2 separate regions of the Mus musculus genome follow, and region 1 is linked to region 2. A link is a contact called in public Hi-C data. All regions are on one chromosome and are shown on one strand. The core of a region is the stretch at or near the end of the contact, and the rest is flanking DNA. Distances in the headings are between cores, read along the strand shown.

What was found. A called contact is a pair of places that touch in the nucleus more often than the background predicts.
Region 1: a Hi-C map of bone marrow-derived macrophages shows a contact between it and region 2, with 2.4 times the contacts expected there. The contact joins two enhancer-like sites. A contact is called at or near these places in 1 of 39 promoter capture datasets (embryonic stem cells), 4 of 15 datasets of contacts at CTCF or cohesin (embryonic stem cells, large pre-B cells and pro-B cells), 63 of 484 Hi-C or Micro-C datasets (B cells, the BV-2 cell line, the C10 cell line and 17 more), 11 of 115 datasets of contacts at active chromatin or transcription factors (bone marrow-derived dendritic cells, embryonic stem cells, expanded potential stem cells and 2 more) and 1 of 9 other capture datasets (embryonic stem cells).

Annotation. Positions count from the first base shown.
Region 1 is chr4:58,610,322-58,617,713 of GRCm38.p6, forward strand. It overlaps the pseudogene Gm12579. Among named protein-coding and RNA genes, the nearest start is that of Lpar1, 61 kb to the left of the region's middle. Within about 2 kb of position 2,915, at least 28 of the 459 cell types and tissues checked have an H3K27ac peak or open chromatin away from gene starts, as enhancers often do. A contact at or near this core is called in bone marrow-derived macrophages, granulocyte-monocyte progenitors and macrophages, where this site is marked.
Region 2 is chr4:58,421,557-58,428,618 of GRCm38.p6, forward strand. No RefSeq gene overlaps it. Among named protein-coding and RNA genes, the nearest start is that of Mir3095, 16 kb to the right of the region's middle. Within about 2 kb of position 1,850, at least 31 of the 459 cell types and tissues checked have an H3K27ac peak or open chromatin away from gene starts, as enhancers often do. A contact at or near this core is called in bone marrow-derived macrophages, granulocyte-monocyte progenitors and macrophages, where this site is marked.

The DNA of each region.
Region 1 (7,392 bases), core at 1,665-4,164, 190 kb after region 2:
GATACGCAGGTTATATTCAGGAATATATATGAACGTGTGTGTGTGTGTGTGTGTGTGTGCATGTGCGCGCACGCGTGAATATGTGTGTGTGTGTGTGATAAAGACAAAATAAAGAGCCCATGAATTTGAAAGACATCAAGAACCAAGGAAGGGTTTGGAAGGAGGAAAGCTTTCAGAAGGGGGAAGTTGTGAAATTCTATCATCTCAAAAGTAAAAGAAATAATTAAAAATGCTTTTTCAGGAATCCTGGTGGTAGCTGGCAGAGTCACCTCCAGAGAGTGACACGCAGACTTGGCTCCCCCCTTCCCACCCCCCCCACCCCCACCCCCCACGGCCCTCCCTCTTGCTGGGCTCGCCATGGTCTCCCTTGCTCCCTGAGATCCCTAAGCGCTGAGGAGTGGCCCGGGGGAGGAGGCCTTGGGCGATGGGGCACGGAGAGGGAGGGCGGGCGGGCAGAGGGGGCACCGCGGATCTCTATATGGCCACGGCTCTGTCGGGTCTGGCTGTCCGGCTGTAGCGCTCCGCCTAATCCTATGGGGTCTTCTGCAAGGGGCTGACCCGCACGCTGCTCATCTTCTTTGACTTGGCTTGGCGGCTGCGCATCAACTTTCCCTACCTCTACATCGTGGCTTCCATGATGCTCAACGTCCGTCTGCAGGTTCACACTGAGATCCACTGAAGTCCATCCTTGACTGATAGGCCTCACCTCGACTCACTGCATCAGAGGGCACAGACCATGAAAGCTGGGAGAGGGACCCTGGGTGTCTGCCTGGCCAAGCAGTCACAAGGAGGTGACCCGGACAAACTAGCATGTGGCCTTAAGAAAAGAAGTCAGAAGAGGAACCCCAGCCCATCAGTTGTGCCTTCTTGGACAGACCAGCCTGTAGTCTGCTGATAGATAGCCATGGAAAGTCACGGGCCATGGCAGCAGCAGCCTCAGAAATGAAGCATGATCAGAGCAAGGCCAGCCTCCTGCATCATGGTGGCTTCAAAGTGCTTCAGACTCTGAAGGGATCAGTGGGGAGAAGCTCAGCTCTAGCAGCCTCCCTCGGCAAGGCTGTGGCTCTGCCCCCTGCTCCTTCAGAAGAACAACTAGCCGGGATGTCCCGCGGCATCGGGGATGCACTAGGAAGTGACTGGCCAGGAAGAGAGCCCAGAGCCACGGACAACCATGGACAGTACCTCAAAGGAGAGTCCTGGGTGGCCAGGCCATCCAAAACTGAGGGAAGTGGGATTCCTAAGAGGTGAACCACTAAGTGCTGTCCCCAAGGGGCTAGGCACCTGGTCAGAACTGTCTCACTGATACTCTGAGCTGTGCCATCTGCCGTATGCTTACCCCTATTATAAAGTTCTCCCAGAAGACGAGCTGAGATGTGTGTCCCTTGACCGTTTCAATCCCGTGCTTTCAGAGGAAACAGTAGAAGATGAGAAAACTCTCAAGTACTTCAGATGGTCCGCAGATAGTCATGGGGTCACTGGCTCTGCAATCTTCCAGATTAGCAAGTCTCTGATGCCATAGTTAAGGTTCAAGCAGAACAATAAAAATAGCAGATTAATTTTAAAGGTTGTCTTACAGTTTCTTTTGCATTAAGTCTGGCGTATGCTGCAGCCGTTCAGTTCCTGTTGTTTCCTGTGAACCAGACGCACCTCAGTGGTTGATGCAGAAGGACGTCTTCGAGCATGTTTTCAATCGTTTCGGAAAGACACTCAGAACTGGGAAACCCCCTCCCCCCGCGAAAATGATTGATCTGCTCAGTATAAGATGAGACAGGAACCTTTATCACAGAGTTCTAAATCATGGAGACACATCCTCAAGGGCTAGTGTCCGGGTGCCGCCTGCCTCAGCTCACCTCTGGCCATCTGATGGAAGTGGAGGCCTTTAGGCTACGCCCTCCACTCCTTGTAAGCCTTGCTTCGGTCATGAAGAGTCTTGCTTGCCATTTCTGCACTGTACTGACTCGGTGACCTGCAGCCAGAGGTCCCTTCTCACATGTCCCCCTCCTTCCGCCTGAGTTGCAGTTTTTAATGGAGGCACTTTGGAGAAGTTGCAATATTAAATTTAGGATAATTTAAAATTACAGAAGAGTTTGAGAACACAGATGGCAAATGAAGCAATGAAGCGTTTTCCTTTACACCAGCCCAGGACTTGTGATTTCTTTTACATTAAGATTTTTTTTTCCCAAAGTGACTTTCCCTTTGTGGTTTGTTGGTAACTTTAATAAAGGTCATTTAAAGAGTAGACATTTTAAAGCCTCCCTACCCAAGACAGAGTTAAAAACAGCCATGGGAGAGTTGGGGGACCTGACTGCATATGTCATTTATATTGTGTCCTAAATTACTATGCCATGGGCTATTTTAGTGTTTTGGGAAAATAATAAAATCTGTTCTTTAGCATTAAAACAAAACAAAAAAATGCTTTTTCAGAGAATAGTTTTAGATTCAGAGCAATAATTAGAGGAAGGCACAGGTATGTCTTATATACTCCCAATCCCATACATGCCTGGCCTCCAAGGTGATCAAAACCCCATGTGAGTGATTTATTACAAGTGATGAGCCTACGATGGCCCATAAGGACACACAGCTCATAGTATTCTCTAGACAAGAAGATAATGCCATGCATCTACCTTTACAGGACAGCTGAAGAAGAACTACAGAAGGTCATTGCTTTAGACTAATTCCCACACTAGAATTGAGGCACCAAGCTGAAAACTAAGCTACCTACTGACTAGAAATCAGTGTTCCAGATAACAGCCTAAGGCCCTATCAGGTGGGTTTCAGTTGGTTCGATAAGGAAGTTTCCTCTGCACTTAATGCTTACAACAAAAGATGTAATCTGAGGTGGACTGGACGGGGATTGTTCTAGTAGGTCTCACTGTCCCCATAGCTTAGGGGAAGTGACTTTGAAATGGCCAGCCCACTTCTGGTTTTTATCTACTCTTCTGATTGCCTAATAATTGTTACTTTCATTTTCTATTTTCTTCCAATCCTTCTTCATTTACAAAGAGCTGGGTATTTTTTTCTACTGAGCTCATTGGAATCACGATTCTATGTTACTAAAGTACTGCTTGATTCTATAATTTAAAAATGAAGTGATTTAAAGTCATTAAGCCAACTTGTTATAAATCTGCCCTCTGATGATGCTATTTTTAGACCAAGTTTTTTACTTTATAAATACAAAACATTGTCATTGCCCTTTAATTCCTCTGTGTTTTGATATTAATTTTATTATGACAACGTCACTTGTGCAGCCTATATCTCAGTGGATGGAGGGGTTATCTGTTTCTAAGCTGCTCACCTCGGGGTTCATCCTTAGGGTCTTAAGGAGATTTACGTTGTTATGAAAAGAACTCCCAGGTAGGGACTTGTCAAGAAAAGCTACAGCTTGCTAATGATTTGCCAAAGGACAGCTTCTGAGAGATTAGAGCCAGTAAGGCAGGAAAAGCAGACCCCAGGCTCCAGCGATTGGAGGAGCTCCAGGCACCTCTCCGGGCCCCAACAGGTTTAGTCAAACGTATCTGGTCTTTAAAATGAGGACTAAGTGTACAAAGTCTCATTCACATCTAATTGTCAGTAGCTTCACTTAGCTGATAAAGTCCTAGGAAGTGGCAAAGGGATTAATGTCTCTATACAAAGCTCAGAGCCCTTGTTGTAAATTCCCTTTCCTTAGAACTATTAGCCCAACTATGCTCATTATCAAAAAAAGAAAAACAAGACAAAGGTGGGTCTTCCTGATGTGACACTTAGTCATCAACACATGAAACAACCTCAGACCACAGAAGGAAAAATTCCTTTCCTTAATCAAGTTCCACCAAGGTGGAAACCTAAGTGCAGCCCTTTTGTGAGTTTAAAGCCTCTAAATTCACAACGCCCTGGATTTACCTCTTCATTCAGGAAGTAATTGGTTTTTAAGGAAAGCGTTAACACCCAGAGGTGGGTCACAGCACCTTTTGAGCTGGAGACCTCAGTCTGTGTCCTGTTTTACCTACTTGTATTCATCCGAGCCTTGCCTTTCTCTCCATCCTTGCCTAGGGTGCTTCTCTTTAATGCCAGTCCATAGACTTTGGCCAAAGGCTGCTGCTATCAAGGGCATACAGGGCAGGAGTTCTAGTCCTCATCTTAACTCTCATGATCTCAGCAATCCTACGTACATCTCTTCTCAGGCCCTCTACCCCTGTGAGACTCCTGGATGCCAGCTTATGGCTCCTGTGACATACAGACACCCTTGTGTGGGATTTCCACGCTCTTCACTTAGCTGTTCATTTCCTGACATCATGAAATGCCGCCCTCAGTTCTGGGCTGTGTTCCCACCAATCTTCGTTACCTTGCACACAGATGCCAATCATGGAATTCTCTATGTGTCAGCCTATCACACTGTCTGTATTTCCCGGTGGTCAGATTCCAGGCTGCAAGTGAGAGCCCCACCCCCCACCCCAGTTCACATCATCCCAGCAGGTGTTCCCAAAGGCAGTGAGCTGACTTTAGGAGGGGACTTGCAATGAGTGTAGAACCACAACATGACATCCGCAAAGTCTGGTAAAGCAGGCTATAATTAATTGTGTGGGCTCTTAAGGAAATGAAATCCCAGCAGGCTCCTGGTTCCCCTCTTAATTAGCTTCGTCCATTCCCTCAGGAATGTGTTCCTTCCCTATAAACTTCCTTTTGTCTGGACTCACAGGTGTTAAGTAAATACCTGCAACAGCTTTTGGAAGCTTTTGCAACCCACAGAGACAGGGCCCTGGTGGCTCCTGCTAATGCCAACTCTAGCGGTTGTCGCACACTTTGTGGATTTGACAGAACCAGGGCACAGAGAACTGCTATCAATGTGCCTTTGCTCTACCAAGTCTAGGAGGGGCAAGCGTTTGCTTATTTTACATCTTTGACTTTTCATCCCATGATCTCAAGGCATTCTGACATGAGGGCCAAACTGAAATATTAATCCTGGTTTTGACAACTGAAATTCTTTATCAAGTAGAACCAATGTTAATTCCATAACTGTTATAGCTCTCACCAGTGGGTTAACGTGAACTTCATATAATCAGAGTATTTCACCCCAAACTGCCGACCCACAAGGTGTCTCCGCTTCTATTCACACAGCTTCTCCCTCCCCAGAACCTCACTGAGTTGAAGACTCTATTAGTCCTGATCTCCATCCTCACTTTTTAAAAGAAGAAAATGGAGACAGTTAATAGTTGGGAGACCTGGTAGAGATGGGGAGTCATTTTACTTCTATATTAGGAAAGCAGAATCTTTACCTCTGCTGCTGACTTCATGCACCGCTCGCCAGATTTCTGCTGGAGAGTGTGATATGGAATGCTGCAGCAGAGATGTTTCTCTTTGTGACCTCAAGGTGGACGAGGCTAGGAAATCACTCACCTACTCACTGTTGATACACTCACTGTCTATGGGGGTTAAGATGGACATACATCTTATTACCTAAGCAGGGGTAATTTATAAAATGAAAAAGGCTCTTGATATTACACCAAGACTTGTCCCAGGGCTGCTCTGAACAAAAGGAAAAAAAGTAGCTATGCTCCTCTGTGTGTTCTCTCTACACTAAGAACTCTGCTGTCTGTAAAGATGAACTTAGTATGTCTGTGGATGGGGAGTGCAGGAGCTCTTCTCTCTAGGTGCAAAACCTATGTTACCACTTGATGTCAAACACCAAAAGGATATTAATCAACGGGATCATTTGAGCAAGACAAAAATATATGTTGGATATATATATATATATATATATAATTTCTAGACAGACATGAAACTGGATTTTTGAGAGGTGATTCTATACTCAATGTTACTGGTTAATGATGAGTAGTAGCTCACCAACATGGAATCTCACTTTTAACAATACTCTTCTTGAAAACAGTTACTCTGTTCTGAGTTAATGTCTGTTGCTGTGATAAAATATCCTGACACAAAGCAACCTAGAGAAGAGTGGGATTATTTTAGCTCGTAGCTCCAGGTGTCTGTCTGTAGAAAGTCAAGATAGCTGAAACTTAAGACAACTAGTCATGTCACATCTATAGTCAAGAGCAGAGAGCAATAAATACATGCATGATCATCTCCTTTATTGTGTATGTGCAGCTTCAGTTCTCCATTCATACAGTTCAGGACCTGCCTAGGGAATAGTGTTACCCACAGGGGACTGTGTCCTCACACATCAATCAACTGAATTATGGCCATCTCCCACAAACATGCCCACTGAAACTGTCTTACCAAGTGATTCTAGCTTGGGCCAATTTGATAACTAAACTGAACCACCATATACTTTTTCACTCAAACACTGGACTATTTCACAAGTAGATAGAGATCCACTAGAAGTACAAAACAACAACAACAACAGTATGTGTGTGTGTGTGTGTGTGTGTGTGTGTATCTCAAAATGTAGCAAAAAAGGTCTGTAGAATTGACTCAATGGGTAAAGCTCTGCAGCACAAGCAGAGCACAGGGTTCAGATTCCCCAAATTCATGTAAAAATGTTAAAAGCCATTTATTGGTCACTAAAGCCTGCCAATTACCCCAGAATGCTAGAAGCAGAGACCAGGGATCTTTGGGACAAGATGTCTTGCTGGGCTAACTGAACCTGTGTTGAGCTCTGGATGCAAATGAAAGACCATATCTCAGGATATAAGACTGGAACATGATCAAGGAAGCAACTTAATGTCAACCTCTGACCCCATGTACCCATGTACACATGTACCCATACACGTGTGGACACACATACATGCACATATGCACATAACCATACCACATACATGCACAAAAATACTAAAATCAAATATAGCAAAAAATAAAAACTTTGCTCTCATTTTGCTTTATAGGAAATATACACATATTCCCAAGGATTCCTGCTTTAACCAATGGGGCTGATTCCAAGTTATCCTTCTAGCTCCAATCCAGCCCTGAGAGCACACCATTTAATTCACCTTCTCCATAGTCCTGAGTCTAAGCAAACAACAGTTTCAGCTTCCAGCCACCCATGTTTCCATCCCTTTCAATATCAGGCATGGATATCCTTATGGCCATCGATAGAGCCAAGAAATGACTGAAACCTCTATTTAGCTCTGGGAAACAGGCCACATAAGGAAGAGGGAGGGAACTTCCCTGAGTGTCCCACATGAAGTCACTTTTGGCTCTGTTCTGATTATGTGAATGGCCTGGATACTGGAACTCCTCGTCTCAACAAACAGCTCAGGACAGGCTGAGTTCAGTTCTGACCCATGTGACCCTGGACTAGGCTGCAGCTGAGTTTGACTCCTTGGCCCCGCAATAAATATATTGGGATCCAAGGCTTCTGACAGTCAATTGCATTGAAGTCAGGTCTTGAGGGCAGATTGAAATCCACCTGAAGAGACGGTTTGGATGAAATCATGCAAGGCTACAGAATGACCATGT
Region 2 (7,062 bases), core at 600-3,099:
AAATGAGAACTGATGAGTTTTTAAAACAACAAGCAAGCAAAAAGCAAGGACATAAAGTTGGTTGGGTAGGGAAGAGAGTAAGGGATCTGGGAGAAGTCCGGGGCTAGAAGAGAGTAGGATCAAAATACATTGTATAACGTCTCAAAGAATTACAGAAAGAAAAATGGGGACATCAAATAAAACTAACTAGAAAGAATATTTTAAGCTTTAACATTCCTAGTGAAATAGAATACATAATGCAGAAACTTAGACTCTCTCCCAAGGAAACAATGCACTGTCAAAATGGGATACGTCATTCTGCTTTTCTCAATAGACAGCAGGAATTCTAAGACACAATCAACATGCCCAGCCTAACAAAAATGCAAATAGCTCTCCCTAACCATGTGACTGCCTGGGAGGATGGATACCAATAGAGAGAGTCATGATTTCTGAAGTCCAGAATAAAGTTGATATGCCAATGGTCCTGATTACCCTTTTTTATCAACGCATAAATACCTAGGCTGAAGATGATCGAGGCATGTCCCTTTTTTGGTTTTTCCAGACAGGGTTTCTCTGTGTAGCCCTGGCTGTCCTGGAACTCACTTTGTAGACCAGGCTGGCCTTGAACTCAGAAATCCACCTGCCTCTGCCTCCCAAGTGCTGGGATTAAAGGTGTGCGCCACCACCACCCAGCTCGAGGCATATCATAAGGTTTCTTTAAAAAAAATTATTGTTCAAAACTATACACTCAGTGGAAAACATCCATGAAAGAGGAAAGATGAAACATGTGTCGCACATTCAAATTGTCACAAAGTATAACTTCATGGGCTGGTAGGGGTAAATCATTTAGGGGAACCAAAAAAAAAAAAATTCCTTTCTAAAGAGACAACTGAAAGGGAAGATGAGATTTGAGATTTTAAAAGGAACACTGTACCAACGTCACCAACTGGCAGTGAAGTTATCTCGGAGCTCCCTGGCATATGTGAGCAAAGATTTCCATGTGAAATTAAACTGGGAAATAAGGATCAGGGAATAAATAGGCAAATTATTTTAATGAATGAAGAACAGTGGGGAAGGGGGGGTGGAAAGAAAGTCAATTGGTGAATTGGTAGCAAAATTACCAAATTTGAGACAGGAAAAACACATAGATTTACATGGACAGATGTTGAAATGTTTCTGAAAGCCATCTCTTTAAATACACAAAACTTCAAAGTAACTGGACAAATAATTTCAAGATGTCAAATTAGAAGGAAGAAAGGGAGTCACACATGCGTAATAAAGAGAAACAAAGAGTCAACCAAGTAACCATAGCATGCAAAGCCTTGCGGGGTGACAGGAAAAAGGAAACAAGTTTCTTCTGTTTGTAACACAAGTTCCCCAAGGAACGAGAAATTAAAAGTGGGCAAGCCAACGAGAAGGAGCCTCAGAAGTGCTGATGCTTAAACCAAACAAATAAGGGGGGAAAGGTTGAATAAGGGCATATTCTACCATTCACAGAACCTAAAAAAAAAAATCCATACATTCATAAATAAGTTGCTTCAAATTAAAATTTAAAAAAAAAGCCACGATCAACCTATAGAAATAGACAAAGGCTATGCAAAGAAAAGACAATGGACAATGTCTGAAAGAAAAAAAGTCACCAGTGTCATCAAAAGAAACTAAAAGTAAAAGTGAGAAATAAATATATGCCAATTTGGCAACAATCAAAGAATTGCTTTCTGATTAGTACGAAGGAAGGGGGAGCACTGACTTTCGCAGAACTGGAAATTCCGAAGGGCAGCCAAAAACACTAGCATGTCACTTCTGCTCTGATACACTGCTATAAACTAACGCAGTAAGCCAGGGTTGTACTCTGTGACTGGTATTTCCCCCAAACTGATATCTGCTCATTACTGGCACACATGCTTCTGTGTGGATAAGGAAACCAAAGAATGTCAGACTGAGAAAAAAGGAGGAACTGCTGTCAGCGGCAGATGGTGAGATTCTCCACACGAAGGAAGATCCTGAGGAGCGGAATCTGATGTTATTACTGGCCAACATTTTCTGTTTTTAATTATCCCTTAATTTTTATTTACATAATGGTAATTTCTTCTGGATGTTGATTGTTGCCATGTGGAGTCCTGCTCGGATGCCCTGTAGTCCAGACACTGTGATGTGATCTAAAACAGGTCTCAGTGGATTCTAGTTCTTGACCAAAAATTATGTGAATTCACTCATTTCAACTGAGGCCAGATTATTTCTGTTAGAGGGAAATTCCTGTAGTTCCTACTCTCTAGTGCAGTGCCTGTCGATTCCCAAGCCGAATTTCTTAATAATCTGATTAATTCTGAAAAAAACTTCAAATTTCCTTTTAATTAGCTTCTCATTTAACTTTGCCAAGGTAAGATTTTACTACTGCAAAACAACAAAAGTAGAAACAACAAAAAATAAAACCCTAACTGATGTTCCAAGATGACAAATTACAAATTTTGCTTAAATATTTTTATTTTTTATTTCACATAAGTGCAGTACCAGCAGAGGCCAAAGAGGATATCAACTCCCCTAGAGCTTGAGTTTCAATGGTTTGGGGCACCCCAGGTGGGTGCTGGGAAATGAACTCTCGTCTTATGGAAGAGCAGTGTATGCTCTTAACCACTGAGCCAGCTCTTCCGTCCTTTGTTTCTGGTTTTGTTTTTTATTTTAAGGATGCTTAAGATGATTATTAATCATAAACAAATGTATAAAAGAATGTTTTTCTAATATTAATAATTAGCAAAATATAATAAAAGAAATATTCTATTCATGTTTTCTTTAAAATTTAATATATTTTAATTAATATATTATATCACTTCTCCTTTTCTCCCTCCAACCCTCCCCATGTCATCTCCGCTCTCAATTTCTTGATTATTTTTCTTTATTATATTGTTCCACGTACACAGGTATATATATATGTATGTGTGTGTGTGTGTGTGTGTGTGTGTGTGTGTGTGTGTGTGTGTGTTCATCCTTATAATGACTTGATAAACCCTTGGTGTTCATCTCTATCAAGACTCCATCGATGGCTGGAGAGATGGGTGGGTAATGTGCTCCCAAGTGCACAAGCACAGGAAACTGAGTTCAACCCTAAGAACCTATGTAAAAATCCTGAGTGTGGTGGTACCCACTTGTAATCCCAACATTGCTAGGGTGGAGCCAGGGGGATTCACTAGTCACTAGTACCAACTTAAACTATCTGCTTGGTTCCTGGCCAAGGAGGGATGATTCTGTCCTGCAAACAAAGTACGTGGTATCTTGAGTTCTGATAACGAGGACATCCTCTGATTTCCATGGTGTATCCACACTCAGGAATGTGGATATGTGTATATGTATACACCCTGCTGAATCTGTTTTTGCAGTTTGTGTGTATATGGCTTCAGAGCTAGTCCTTCTACCTTGGACAGGCAATGCAGGGGCTCAACCCCGAGAGAAGCCAATTCTTCCTCTCCCAGCAGTCATTCGTTGCCTGTAGTTCTTTGTCTAGAGTTAGGACTTTATGGGATTTTCCTCCGTCAACATTAACATTCTCTTGCCATTGCCATTATTTTGATTCTGGTTTATGCTACCTTTTCTAAGAGGCAACCACACAGCAGATATTCTGGAATTCTGGCTCTGATAACCTCTTCTGAGATGTTCCCAGAGCTATAAGAGCTGTGCTGCAGAAATGTCCCTTTGGGCTGGGCTCCCTGGCGTCCATTGATCTCTGCTTGGTGTCTAGCTGTGTTTTTCTGTTGATGGTTTCCATTTGCTGTAGAGAGAAGCTTCTTTGATGAGGGGTGGGAGCTATCCTTCTTATCTGTGTTATATGGATAAGATTTAGACTATAGTTAGGAATTAGGCTGGTCTAAGCACGGTGGCAATACCAACTACTCTTCTAAGGTCCATGGGCTCAACTAGGTTTCTAGTAACAGGCAAAAATTCCTTCCTGTCAAGTGGGTCCTAAGTCCAACTAGACAGCTGCTATCGGGTGCTACCAGCATGAGTGCCATTTGTTATATCTTTGTCTAGCCATGCTGGTCATTGTTGTAGTTCATAGGTGTCATAGCTGGGTAGGACTATTAATTACTTCCTTCCCCTGGTAGCTGTTAATAAAATATAAAGCACATAGATTTAACATATGAATGAATGGTTAGGAGCAACACTAAAAATGCTACAATGTAACTGGAAGACTTAAAAGTTGTAAAGGCAAACATATACTAAGTACCTGAATGTTAAGCCACTTTAAAATTATTTCTCTACAGATTCTGATTCATAGATTCCTCTTTAAACTCCTTCCTACCCACAAATGTTAGTCTTCCTCCAAGTGTGTCCTCAGCTTTCCCCATCCTGTCCATTCCGCAGGCTTCCTTGAGCAACGGGAAACACACCCGTGTTTCTCGAGTCATCTGTTTGCCAGTGAATTGCTGGTCATCTTCTCTGACACTGTTCTTCCAAGCAAGATCAATGACCTAGTATAAGATGTCCTTGCCTTTCTTAGATAGACAGAGACTAAGTCCACAGCTAAACTTCTGTCCTTCCCCTACTCTTACCCCAAATCTGTTTTTCTATGAAAGTTCCCTTCTGAGTAAGTGACCCCAGAAGAAACCAGAAGAAAGTGTTTCCCGAACCAAGTCCTTTTCCTGCGTCACCCATGGCCTCCCACCACTGCTTGGCTCCGTCTTACCTCTTGTATCTACACTGTTTTATCCACCTCCTCAGCCCCATTGGCCAAGCTAACTTTACTCCCCTCCCCAGACACATCAGTGGCATTCTGTTGCTCCCCCTTATCCATCCACACCCCCATTTACACCATGACACAGTCAGCAGTCTTTAAAACTGCATATCTCATCATTTCCTTCCCAGTCTTGAAACCCTTCAGCAGCTCATTCCTTAGAATACGGAGAAAGTTCTTTAGAATAAATTACAGGGTTTGTCTTGATGCAGTTCCTGACAATTATCCCAAATGCTTTTCATGTTCCATATATATAATCTTGTAGGTCTTTACGTGTAGGCCTTTAATCTTACACGTGACATTCCATCAGCTTTCCTGCACACCCAAGTTTACCTGGATCATTCCTACTTAATCTCCAGCTCCAGAGTTTAAACTTACCTTCTCAGAAAAGTCTTATTTACAACACAAACTCATTCTTGCAAAACTGTCCCACATAGCACTTCCTCTTCTCATGGCTGTCTTCCATAAGCTCTGTAAAGAAGGTACTGAGTTGTGTTTACTGGTCTTTGTCAAATATGTGCCATGTGCTTAAAAATTCTCCTCTAGGAGCTACAAAAATTGAAGAGAGATTTAGGCAAAAGGAAGTGTAAATTTATTTTTGAAGTAAGAGTAAAGACAGATATGATCTAATGAACATACATGTAGAAAGGTACCCATCTATGGCCAATAGAAGGTCTTAATTGAGAGAGAGAGAGACAGAGAGAGAGAGAGACAGAGACAGAGACAGAGAGACAGAGACAGAGAGACAGAGAGACCTGTTGTTGAGGCCCAGTTAAATTTCTTTAAATTCTTTTTGCAGTCTTTAGAAATACTTGAATATTTGTAGGTAGGACAGCGGTGGCGCAAGCCTTTAATCCCAGCACTAGGGAGGCAGAGGCAGGGGATCTCTGAGTTCGAGGCCAGCCTGGTCTACAGAGTGAGTTCCAGGACAGCCAGGGCTACACAGAGAAACCATGCCTCGAAAAAAAATGCATAAAAAAGAAAATAAATATTTGTTTGTTTTCGCCTGCGTGTATGTGTGCACCATGTTTGTGCAGTGCCAGACGAGGATGATGGACTTTCTAGAACTGAAGTTAAAGACAGGTGTGAGCTACCATGTGAGCGCTGGGAACTGACCCTGGGTCCTCTGCAGAGTAACAAGTTCTCTTAACCACTGGGCCATCTGTCCAGCCCCCAAGAGAGATTCTTTGAAGCATATGGTAGTTTTCTCTCTACTTTATCCTACTGCAGAGATCTAGACCATGACCTTTGACCTGCCTATATTGTACAATGAATAACAGTCAAGAGCAGCTCAGCAGAGAAGTGCTGCAAGGGAAACAAACAAACAAACAAACAACCTGTGATGAATGAAAGACAGATGAAGATTCGCCAGAGTAGGGATGCTGGGAAGCTGTGGATGATGTCCATAACTGGGTGATAGATTCAGAGGTTCAAAGACGCAACCAGACAACAAACATAGTGATACATGAACTGCTGGTGCTCAGAAGTGGAGAGTGAAAACTTAGAACATCACAGATGAAGGTCAGACTGACAACAGAATAAAGGTCCCTACGAAAGCTAAGCAGGGAAGATGCCACATGGATGGCTCATTCTTTTTTTTAAGAACACTTTCAGATTCATAGGAAAATTGAGAACAAGAATGAAAAGTTCTCAGATAACCTCAGAACCTCTCCACATGCCTGAACTGCACACTACTGGCATAGGGTTCTTAAGTGGGCATCTTTCTTACAATCAGTGAGCCAACAATGGTGCATTGTTACAGCTCCCTTCCGGGTGCTGCACATGCTATGGCTTTGGGCAAGTGCATCCAACATTCACAAGCCATCATATAGAATAGGTTCATTGAATCGAGGTAGGTGAGACTTGCTGAAAGCTGAGTTTCCTTACAGCAGGCCAGCCTGTCTATTCTCCTCACTAGCTTCCCTGTTCCATCAGTGTGCCCTTCCCTCCTCTTTAGTCCTTAGTGAATGTTGATCATCTTACTCCTTTCACAGTTTTGTATTTCCAGACTATGTCAGGGTTAGAATTCTGCAGTATGCAACTTTTTCAGCCTCTCTTATTCAGGAATATGCTGTTGAGGTTTCTCAGTGTGTGTCTTCATGGATAGGCAGCTCATGTCTTTTGAATTCTAAATAGCATTCCTTGGTCAAGCTGAGCCATGATTTATTAATACATTCACCTGCTGAAGATCATATTAGCTGCTTCTAAGTTTTGACAGCTACAAATGAAGCTGCTGTAAGCATTTGTGTGTAGACCTTTATGTGGAAATAACATTTTAAGTCATTTAGGTTAATAACAAGGTTCATGACAACTGCATCATGTTTAGAGTATATTTATACTTTTATGAGAATTTGCCA